Linked DNA regions of Mus musculus: region 1 is linked to region 2. A link is a contact called in public Hi-C data. All regions are on one chromosome and are shown on one strand. The core of a region is the stretch at or near the end of the contact, and the rest is flanking DNA. Distances in the headings are between cores, read along the strand shown.

Region 1 (5,620 bases), core at 1,134-3,633, 700 kb before region 2:
GCTCTGCTGCCTTGGACAGGTGAATCTTTGGGATGGGAGAAGGGGAATCTCCCACATTATCTACCTTCTGAGCAGCCAACTTGGTGATCAGTCTCCAGGCATAGGCTCCTGGGGCCCATGTGGGGCTTCCATTCATAGGCAGAACTTTGTCCTTGCCTTTGTTAGAATACCACTGTGGGACATCTCCTTGGGTGAAAGCCAGCCCAACAGCAGGGCTTTATGTTGTCCCAAAATGATGCTACAATGGTACCAAATGGCCTGGTCGGTAAGCTCTGAACTTGCTCCATGCAGTAAGGAGCTCCCATCCTGATATGGTGGGAGATATTAGTCTCCCTTTCCCTATTCACTTTTGAAACTTCAGTTCCACAGTAAAACTAATATGGAATGAATGGAATTACAAACGGTGTCAGCTTGTGAACTAAGTCCTATTTCATTTTGGTTATGTAATATTGGGACTCAGATAATGCTCAGTCACTGGTGGGAGAATGCTTCTCCCTGAAGATGTTCGAACCTTGGCCAGGACATTCTGAAAAACAAACACCTCTGCACCATACTGGGATACTGGTTTTGTTTTAACTTTTTAAAAAAAAACGAGCTTTGAAAGTCAGCTGTATGATCACAAAAATGTAAGACTGAACCCTGAAACCGAATGTTAGAGACCTTGAGTCAAACCAGAGTCCCAGGCATTCATCCTGTTGCTCTACCTATTACATAGCTCCTACTTGCAAACATCCCAGATGTAGTGTTGTATACAAAAATCTCTCACCTGCAAAGAGTAAGGACCAAGTTGGATTTCCCTATCCAATTTGCAATTCTTGTAGGGCCAGGTTCTTCCACAGTGCAGGTATATGGTTTCTCAGAAAGAGTCAGTCTCTGAATGCAGTGCAAGAAGTAACCCAGACTCACCCATTTTGCTCAAACACTTGAAAAATAAAAATACCTTCTTAATCCCTCAGAAAATAAGGCACTGATTTGAAAGGCTTTTTTTTTTTTTCGACATAAGATGTTGCATGTAATGTCCCTTGTTATATTCCATTCAATTAAATCCTGGTGGGTGATTTTGGCAGAGCAGTTAGCCACACATCAGATGACAACTCACTTACTGTTGCTCGGCACCCCATGACCATTAATTTCCAATGACTAACTTGTAATTAAAATCTTTGTGTTTATTTGTTTATAGCCGGGGCTGAACATCTATTTACATTTAATTAACACTGTTTAAAGCCTATAAATGCAGCGACTTTAATGATCCATCCTAGCTATGCTGCTTTAGTTTTTCCTGACTTGTAAAACTCACACACAGATCTGCAAGTGAATTACATCCATCTGCTCCCCCGCAGCTGCAACCGGGCTACGTTAGAGAGCCATTTCCCCCTACCCCCCCTCTTTGCTTGGCTTCCAGCTCTAAGTATTTTTGTTTCAGAGCCGACCCAAAGACTGCACCGACGGGAGCCAGCCCTTTTCTCCTGAGGAGTTCCCGGACTTAGTCTTCAGAAATGATTAAAAGCCACTCTTGCTCCATCCCAAATCGACGCAATCTACCTTCCACAAATTCGGTTAACAAAGCGTTTCCGACTCTGCCGGCTTAGAAGAATCTTTTCTTATTGAGAAGAACGCAACAGTTTAAAGTGAACTCTTTAATGGTGAGAGCTAAAATCAACGCTTTCTTGGCCTTGCCCATCCTTGATGAGCAGTCTACACCTACTCTTCTGCGCCTATAACGGGAACCTCAAGGCACCCGGGCTCCCGAAGACAGTATCTTCGTTACACCTTCAAAAGCAACGCAGGAGAAGCATTAGCGCTACAAAGACAGCCGAGCCAGAGCTATGTGCACTGTTATCTGTCAGTCGTACAATAGCAGCATTGATGGAACGGCGAGGACCGGCTTTGACAAGTGTGCTGGGCTAGCATTACATTCCATTCCAAACTACGGCGAGAGAGAGAGAGAGAGAGAGAGAGAGAGAGAGAGAGAGAGAGAGAGAGAGAGAGAGAAGGAGAGGAGAGGAGAGGAGAGGAGAGGAGAGGAGAGGAGAGGAGAGGAGAGGAGAGGAGAGGAGAGGAGAGGAGAGGAGAGGAGAGGAGGAGAGGGAGAGGAGAGAGAGAATTGATTTGGTGTCTTTTACTTTACCTGAAAATACTGCGTTTCTTGTGGCTGCTGCAAATGAATTCCTCCTCCTCTTTCCCAAAGCCAAGTACTTGGATTTGCCTGCAACTCTCACTTGGAGAAGACCACACAGCTCCAGCAGGGCAGCCTTCCTTCTCTTAATCCCCACTCGAATGTGATGACACACACTAACCCCAACCATCTGTTGAAACACGTCCTCAAGCACTCAGCACAGTGCTGTGTCAAGACAGGCTGCCCAATCCAATTGCTGGGGCTGAGAGTCTCTTACGGATTGGAGGCGGAGGGCTGGGCAGGGACGGGGAGGTCGGAGAACTCCCCAGCCAAGTAACCTGAGATTTTCGGAGAGAAAGAACTGCTACAAAAGGAGGAGTGGGAGGTGCGGCGGGGAAGGTAGAGCGAATGAATTATTCTGGTGGCCAGTTGTGCGTTACTTTTCACAAGTCTCTGTGCTCCTGGGTGGGTGGAGGGGGTTCTCGGTGGGATGCCCAGGAACACTAAAAATCTTTTACAGCTAATCTATTGAGGGCAATGTCCTCAGCAAGCCGCTCCCCCCATCACCCCACGGGAGATAAAAGATTCTTCTTGTCATGCTGATAAAGTGTTAAATGTGGGAGTAGTTTGCACTGAAATGTGACATCTACATTTTGAAATCTAAACTCCTGCCTCCCTTTGATTGGGGGCGGCCGCCTCAAACATTCCTGAAAGGGCTTGGGGGGTGGTGTCGCAGCTTTGAGCCGAAACTTCTTTTTCTCACTGGGCTCTTCACGTGTCTCTCAGGCTAAACCAGAGAGACGGTCAATGAAAACCATTTCACTCTACTTCTCCAAAGCAACTCATGCTTTCCTAGATAAAGGTGGCTTTTAATCACTTTCTACACCCACAGCCATCTCGGTATTACAGCTCCTGGTACTAGAAGGCTACACTCTGCCAGTAATTGTTTTTATTGGTTTCTAGTTAATTGTGCTTATTACATCCGCGTAACTCAAGCGTCTCATTAATAATTTTGCTTTGAAATATTTTCAGTTTGGGGTTGTTTAAATACATCCTTCTTGTGTACTTTTTTCAAAATGCAGTTTTCTGAATTGTATTTATAAAAGTATTTACATTAATAACCTGATTCAGAAAAGTGTTAGATTTTTTTTACATATAAGAAGATATTGAGAAATAAATTCATTACTTAAAAAAAATCTTATTCTTTCAAAAATTCCATGAGACATCCAAGGAATTTGGATAATCTTAAAGAGTAAAGAGGAATTTTAAATACCATCTACTGCCTAACTGTGCCTGTTGGAAGCTAACATTTAACTATTACACCTTTTGAGGTTTGTGGTGAGAAAACCAATCATTTATGGGGTGGGGGAGGGTGGGGGAGGGTGGGGGAGGGTGGGGGAGGGTGGGGGAGGGGGTTAAACTTCCCTAAAGCCTAAAAGATCCAGATTACCGATAGGTAGCTGTGTTTGGCATATCAATGTCATGAAAATAATTTTTTCAGTTACAAGCAGCATTGGCTGATTGGCTTTCTTGTTGTTGTTGTCTCGCAAGGTTCTGTGATGTTATATAAGGATGCTTACAGTTGCTTCTGGTGCAAGTTTCCAAAGCACAGAGGACAGGAGAGGGTTTCTGTGAAGTGATCTCTCTCCCACGGGGTCATCAGGAGGAGGCAAGGAGAGTAGGATGGGGAGGTGGGAGCTTTGACTTCGTTTGCTTATTATCTTCCCAGAGTGATTATGAGGTGTCTGCTTTACTATGTATCACAAGTTCACTAAGCTACCCCTGACTCCTGAGCACCCACATCCAGAAACAAGCAACACAGACATTGTCAACAATGCAATTGGCAGGACAGGCCTAAGGCTTCCCTGGGGACCATAAAAATTTAATAGTGCCAATTACTGTCGAGCAATTTTATTCTGTCTTGTTTTTGGAGGAGTGGGTAATAGTTAATCCACCAGACCTCAGTCTGGAACTCTGCATTGCCTCAACTGTGTAGATGGAAAAGACCCCGGAGACATTATTAAGCCAGTTTGCAATCTCTTAAACTGTAAGTTGAGTTACAAAAGTAAAACTTAAGAAACTGTAAAGGTGTTAAATCAATATGTTTCATCCACCCTGTGCCTGTAACTTCCCTTCATGGGACATTTCCCTGGGGGTCGTCTCTGACTTACATTATTGTTTGAAACGCTTTTCAATGCGAACGTTTCAGTCTACACTCCACTGTAGACCTTTTCATTAAATTTCAGCTATTACTTCTCTTTTCTTGATCATTTCACCCATTCGTCCCATTTAAAACTTGTTTTAAAGTGAAAATTACAAGGCTGCTACAGACCCTGGTCCATGCTTGTCTTGTGTTCTGCATAGTGGCAGGGCGTGCCATCTTTCAGGTGGACTGTAAAACTAGTCCACAAAGATGCATTTTTTTTCCTTGTTCTGAAATGTTGTTGATGGGGAAAATCAGCTCAAGTCCAAGCCTGAGGCTGGTGCTGCAGGCTACGTCCTGGCTCCCCTCCCTCTGCAGCCTGCCTCCCTGCCTCCCTGCCTCCCTGCCTCCCTGCCTCCCTGCCTCCCTGCCTCCCTGCCTCCCTGCCTCCCTGCTCTGCTGTGTCGGTTTAGAAGTTAAGAAGTTTCCATTACTTTCCTTGCTTTCGCCTTGCCATCTGCAAACAGTTTATTTTTTTAAGGGAAAAGGAGTGAAGTTGAATCTGCCTTGAAAGATCTAAACTTAAAATACATTGTATTTTAAAACGATGATATCCAGCATTGTAAAGTCAGACGGGGCAGGATGGAGGAGCTCTTTGCAGAATGAATTGCTTCATCCTAGAAACTGAGGCAGGACGCTCCTAAAATGAAAGATTAATAGGTAACGGTGATATTGAAGAATGGCCCCTCCTATTCTGTTCCCACAGTTAAAATGTCCCTTTACTTATTAGCTCCAATTAGTTTCCATGGTAACCGACCAGCCCTTGTAAACCCAGCACTCCTAGCTTCACTCATCTTTGTCTAGACGGGGCTCTCCACCCTTCTTCCTCCACAGATGGTAGTTTAGCTGAGTCTGTATCTATAGCCATATCTCTCACACACATGCAATTGGCACATGAGGGCCCACACTCACTTTTTTGCTAGCACAATGGTGGCCAAGGGAGAAGGGAAGTGGCTTTTAATCCCTCGGCTTCAGCAAATGCGTCTGCTGCTGCATTAATGTTTGCCTCCTTTGCTTATTGTTTCTTCCCCTTCTTGTTCCATTATCAGCTGTTTGCTGCTCATAATTTCTTTTCAGGGAAACCAATACAGTATAATAAAAACCTCATTAAACAGAAACACCTATCAGAAAGCCCTACACTACCCCTTTTTGTTGAAAGAACCATTAAAGCAAAAAAGAAAAACCACTTGTTTGTCATGCTTCAGAAAAAGAGAACAAAGCCAGCATGAAGGTTTACCAAGGGGAGGGGAGGGGAGAGGAGGGAAGGGGAGGAGAGGGGAGGGAAGGGGAGGAGAGGGGAG
Region 2 (5,926 bases), core at 788-3,287:
GGCAGACAGACAGACAGACATCATTGATTTAGAAAGCTTCTGTAGTAGAAGTAACAATCATGTAATAAATCTTTTGAAGAATTTTTAGATGGTATACTGTCTGGTTTTGTGTGTCAACTTGACACAAGCTAGTCTCATCAGAGAGGAAGGAGCCTCAGTTGAGGAAATGCTTCTATGAGATCAAGCTTTAAGGAGTTTTCTCAATTAATGATCAGTGGGGTTGGGGAGCAGCCTAAACGTGTCTGGTGCCATCCCTGGGCTGGTGATCCTGGACTCTCTAAGAAAGCAGGATGAGCAAGCCATGAGGAGCAAGCCAGTAAACAGCACTCCTCCATGGCCTTGGTATCAGTTCCTGCCTCTAGGATCCTGCTCTGCTTGGGTTCCTGTCCTGACTTCCTTCCATGGTGAACAGTGACATGGAAGAATAAGCTGAATAAACCCGGACTCCCCAACTTGCTTTTTGGTCACAGTGTTTCATCACAGCAATAGTATCCCTAACTAAGACAGATGGGTATGAGAAACTTTCAGATAGGAAAGTTAATTACCATTTGGGATGAAGTCAAAGCATGCTATGGTGTAATAGAGAATTTCATTGATACTTGATCTTTGGATTTTCCAAGTATAGGAAAATCTTCATCATTCATTCAGAGTCTCTAGGCTCACATCTGAATATACATTAAGCCAAGAGATTGACTCAAGATGAGGGACACCCACTGGAAATGCCAACAATGATTAGAGAGTGAACTCAATCACAAGGCCAGTTTTCAGTCTGCCTATGTAGGAAAACCCCCCACTCTGATAATCAACTCAGTAGAGTTTGCCAGCTGATCAAATCATGATGTACCAGGAAGATAATAAACACCAGTTCCACGTGCAGATGGCAGAGAAGCCTTGCATTAGGAACTCTGCCTGCCTTACCCTCTGTGTAATCTCCTTTGGCTGGCTCTGATTTCTGATATATTTCCATCGTTTCTTGATTTTGTTTTTAGTTTAGGGACTCTTAGCAAGTTCTATTTTTAGGGTTTTTAAAAATTATTTTCTGAGATAGGGTCTCACATTACAGGTTAGGCTGGCTTCAAACTCTTAGGGTCTTGCTACCTTGCTTTTAAGTACTGGAGTTACAGGCATGAGGCACTGTGCTTTTCTTATATCCTTTATAGTAATGCATGTTAGAATATGAGAGTGTGCAAGTCTTTTATGCAGAGTAGCACAGCATTTGCATTTGGCCAGAGAACCTCCCCCTGTGTATTTCTTAAAAGTACTTGTGGGTTATTTAATACCCAATGCAATGCAAACCCCATATTAATAGGTACAATGCACCGCTTAGAGAATGATGACAACAATAAAAATATAACACTACAGATGCATTTTTTTTCTTTCTTCAGATTTATCAATGTGCTGCTTTTGGTTGAATCTAAGCATGCAGAACCCACACACATAGAGAGATTGTGTAAACTTTCACTAGCTGGTGGTGGGCAATACCTAAGAGAAGAACTCCTGTGTCAAAGGATTTTGCTTACCAATGGACAAAATCACTCACACACACACACACACACACACACACACACACACACACACACATGCTCACAATAACACACACACCTGAATTTCCAATGAGCCAGATTTTAGAGGACCAGACACAATCTTATTCCATGGGGGCTTCTCGGCATCTGGCCTTGTTTAAAGGGCATGTGAGAAGAATTATCATTTCTTTAATACCATCTGGCCTTGACCTTTCCCACAAGTCTGGTCATGAAGAGATTTCCCATGGAATTCTGCTCTGGATATTATATACATCTGACTTCTTGGAAAAGCCAAGAAATCATCAGAGAAACAAGAATACCCCAAGGACACAGAGATGCACTGAACTGAACTGTCACACATTCCTCACAACAACATAATACAGGAGAACAGAGTGGACTCTCTGGGATAACAGTCAGAAATTGGGGGAAAATTTTGGCTCTCTTAGCATAGGCAGCTTCACTCCCCCAAGGAGCCTTGCTTTTCTTAGCCCACAGTGGATTTAAAGTTATGGCCTGAGTGGCTATTCCCAGCTCAGTTGATTTCTCATGAGCCATATATATTCACATGTCCCAGACAAGATCATTTTGGTTTTCAGCACTTGAAGTTCTGGGAAGAGAGAGAGCTAAATTATGTGAGAGCACTCCCAGTCGGGGGTGGGAGTGCACATAGACATAGTTGTTCTAGCAGCAATAAAACTGGGGTAATAAAGGGAATTGAAGGTTCAGGGGGTTTGAGGCCTCAGATATTGTGTTCAATTAATTATTATAGAGTGGCCAGAGCATCGATTCCAGCTGAAGCATAGCGCAGCTGGGTCTGGCTCATCAGATAAGGCAGTTGTTTCTGAGGTTACCCATGAAGATGAACGGCCTTCGAAGCTCTTGTTTTCTTAGGAAAGAGTTTTTATCACTGTGGAGAACATAACAAACCTTCATAAGTTTGTCTCAGCACAAAGGTGAGTACAAGATCCCTCGCCTACTCAGTTTTGTCACAAGTGGCTCGTACATTTTCTAACAAATGCAGCACTGGGGGAGACTTCCTGCCAGAACTAGTGAATGAGCTCAGAACATGGCATAGAAAAGCCAGAGTATCAGAAATTGATAAGATATTCTCAATAAAGTAAATACTGATGCCAAGTCCAAGAGGCACTTTCTTCAGACTCTTCCAACTGTGGATTGTCTTTCTTTTGATCATTTGGATTATGAAATCTATGTGAAACAGAGGTACATCTAAGCCATTGTTAAAGCATAGCTGTTAGATTTTCTTCAGTGACTCTACACCCATTCTCATCTACAAAATAAATGTAACCATGTTCACATTGTTACGGAAGTTTGGTATAAGTATTAACAGATAAATGGACCCATCCATTTGTCACCAGAAAGATGGGTGGCAGGACTCTCTGCATGACTCTGGAGTGCCACAATTAAAGGGGCTTAGGTTCTTAAATAAAATGGTGTCTAATTTGCATATAATAACTATAATTGTCCCATATTCTTTAAATATTTGTAGAGTATTAATTATTACCAGTATATGTAAATATAAACAGATGCCCATACAGTATTGCCTAGAAGCTAACAACAAGGTGGAAGGATCACCATGATAGGTACAACTGTCTTCCAAGCAGTTTTGATGGGCACTGATTGAAACCATGCACCTAGAATCTGTAGATACAGAGGTCATCTATGCGTATAAAACTCAATGAACGTTAGCTTAACCATAGAAGAGTATTTGCAAAGGGCAATGGTCTGCTGTTCCTTACTTCCTTTTTGGGATGTGGGCAAGATGTAGATAAAGGAATTTGTTTTGTAAACTGCAATGTTGCCCTTGGCAACTTTACTGTAACTTGTGAACAGTGTGTTTTTGTTCTCAGAGCAGGTCAAGAGTAATAGATATTGACCTTCTTGCTCCATGCTCTCATTCTATGGTCACAATTCTCAAACAGAATCTGAATCAGGAGCAGCTAGGACAAGAAGACTGATTTTTTTTTCTTTCTAATTTTCACTACCGTTAACAATAGCTGTGGCAAGCCTGATGATGGTGTTGTAAGCAAGGAATGGAAGCATTCATGCTGGTTAGACCACAGTGCACACGAGAATAAGGCCAGGCTTTGGTCCCTTAATAAACTTTCTCAGGCTATCCTGGTGTAGCTCAGCAGGGCCTCTCCAGCCTTACAGCCAAATGGGTCTTAATAACTACAGTTTCATCTTGAATGTGCACCAAAGGCCCATTTGTTGAAGGCTTGGTCTCGGGCTTCTGGCAATAATGGGAAGCAATGAAATCTTTAGGAAACAGGAATAGTAGAGAAAGTTAGGCCGTTGTGAGTGCACTTGACAGAATTATTGGGATCCTAGCTCCTCCTATTATGGTGCACTGTGTTACTGTAGCCCTAAAGCAAGAGGGCCAAATAGTCAGAGACAGAAAGCCCTGAAACCATGAGCCCAAACAAGATGTTTCTCTTTTTAGGTTGATTATGTCAAATATTCTGTTGCAGTTGTGGAAAGCTGAGTATAATATTACTCACAATCCATCAGAAATTTTGGCATGTGCATGTGCATGTGCGTGCGTGTGTGTGTGTGTGTGTGTGTGTGTGTGTGTGTACTCACATATGTTCATAGAAGACACAGTATTAGATAGTATTAGATGTCAATTTCCCAGAAGACTGTACTTCAACTTTAGCTTGCATCAAATTACCCAGAGGACTTGGTGAAACAGATCTGCTTTATGGGTCCCACTCTGAGGGTGTGGGTAGGGCAGGGCTGTGAAGGTCTATGCTCCCAATGGTGAGGTTTCTGTTAGTGTACCACACAGCTTGAAGACCTTTTTCCTGAAACTATTTGTGTTTAAGTATGGGAGCTTGAATCCAGGATATTTGTAAGTCTTTGCAGCTACCTTTATGGTGGATAAAGTAGAAATTTTAGAATTGAAAAATGTTATAAACAAAATACAATGTTCAGCAGTTGGACTCAAAGGAAAAATGGAGTGACTAGAGAAAAATAAACTCAGTGAATTAGAAGACAAAATAGAAATTAGCCTAGACAAGGAGAGAAAACAGAAAACTACTGGACAAAAGATTTCAGGACACATAAGACTGCTTAGAAAAAAATATGAACTTCTGGAGTCCAGAGAAAGGAAGAAATGGATAAGGTGAAAATGTGGTAAGAAGTACTGATTATAAAGTTCTCTGGTCTTAACAGCATACACTCTTACTTTAGTATGTTTTCCCTAGGAAACAGCCTTGAAGTTTCTTTCTATTACAAGGTTTCTCTGATTATGTCACACAACAAGCCCACATTTGTTTAAAGTCTTGTCAGAATGATACGTTCTAGCTTATAGCGTTAACCAGTTATATTTCTACTTAAAACACTCACATGTAGAAAGTGTCCATGTGGAGCTTGCCGTTTGCTTACTAGTTTGACAGTTTTAACTCAGTTGTAGACATTTACATCTAACATTGCTTCGATATAACTTGTTTTGAATCTACCAGCTTGCTATCTGAGACCTATTACCCATGTATTATTTTCTTGATTCTCATTTCTCTGCACTGCCTTCTGGATAGACTGTTGTTAATGACTCAATTTTATCTCCTTTGCTAGTTTATTAGTTGTAAATACACATTGTCTTTATGTCCTCTTGTGTTTATAGTACACACTAGAATTTATCGCAGCATGTATTAAAATGGTCTTATAACACTTACATGTGGTATACAAACCATACTACACTATCTTTTTTTCTCAATCTTTGTTATTTTTAAGAAGAAATTTAGATGACTAAAAGAAAGACTTAGAAAGACTAAGAGTCCAGAGAGTTTCTATATCTCCTACATCCAGTTTTTCCTATGATGATAATTAAAAAAAGAAAAAAACATCACTATTGGCTCTGGAGATTAAAAGCAGGATCCCACACATGCTAAGCACATGGCCCTTTTGAATAAGAGATTTATTAGAAGAATTATTCACAAAGGGGTGAACTTCAGACTCCTTTCCCTTACATCTGGAACCCACAGAGCAACAACTATGAGGACTACTGATCACTCACATGGCATAAGGTCTCTTTGTCCCATTGGGCTGAGCTGCCCTTACAGCATCCACCATACTCCTCTGTGAGGCATTAATAGCTTTTCTAATAACCCTTTAGGGCAAGGAGGGGGCAAATTGCATCATTTTTAATTGATGTTGGGATGTTATTTGGAGAACAGGTACACTTGGTTGACAGAATATGAAAGTATTGTTTATAACTGCTGTACATTGATATGTATTTATAAATATTTCTACATAACAATGTGTACATTACACCACACAAAAGATATTACTTCTGTCTTGAACACTGATGATCTGATATGACATGGACCGATCAGTGTCTGTTATTCTTTACCTGTAACTTCCTGCTCCAGCGATAAGAAATCTGA

The links. Hi-C and Micro-C count contacts between places; a contact is called where the count stands out from the background.
Region 1: a contact with region 2 is called in a Hi-C map of uterus, with 5 times the contacts expected there. The contact joins the promoter of Sulf1 here to the enhancer-like site in region 2. A contact is called at or near these places in 4 of 484 Hi-C or Micro-C datasets (cerebral cortex and uterus) and 2 of 115 datasets of contacts at active chromatin or transcription factors (craniofacial prominence and embryonic stem cells).

Annotation. Positions count from the first base shown.
Region 1 is chr1:12,689,193-12,694,812 of GRCm38.p6, reverse strand. Sulf1 (sulfatase 1) reads right to left here and starts at 2,383. Exons shown (of 22, transcript NM_001198565.1): 1 at 2,129-2,383.
Region 2 is chr1:11,992,697-11,998,622 of GRCm38.p6, reverse strand. No RefSeq gene overlaps it. Among named protein-coding and RNA genes, the nearest start is that of Gm30898, 17 kb to the right of the region's middle. Within about 2 kb of position 2,037, at least 10 of the 459 cell types and tissues checked have an H3K27ac peak or open chromatin away from gene starts, as enhancers often do. A contact at or near this core is called in uterus, where this site is marked.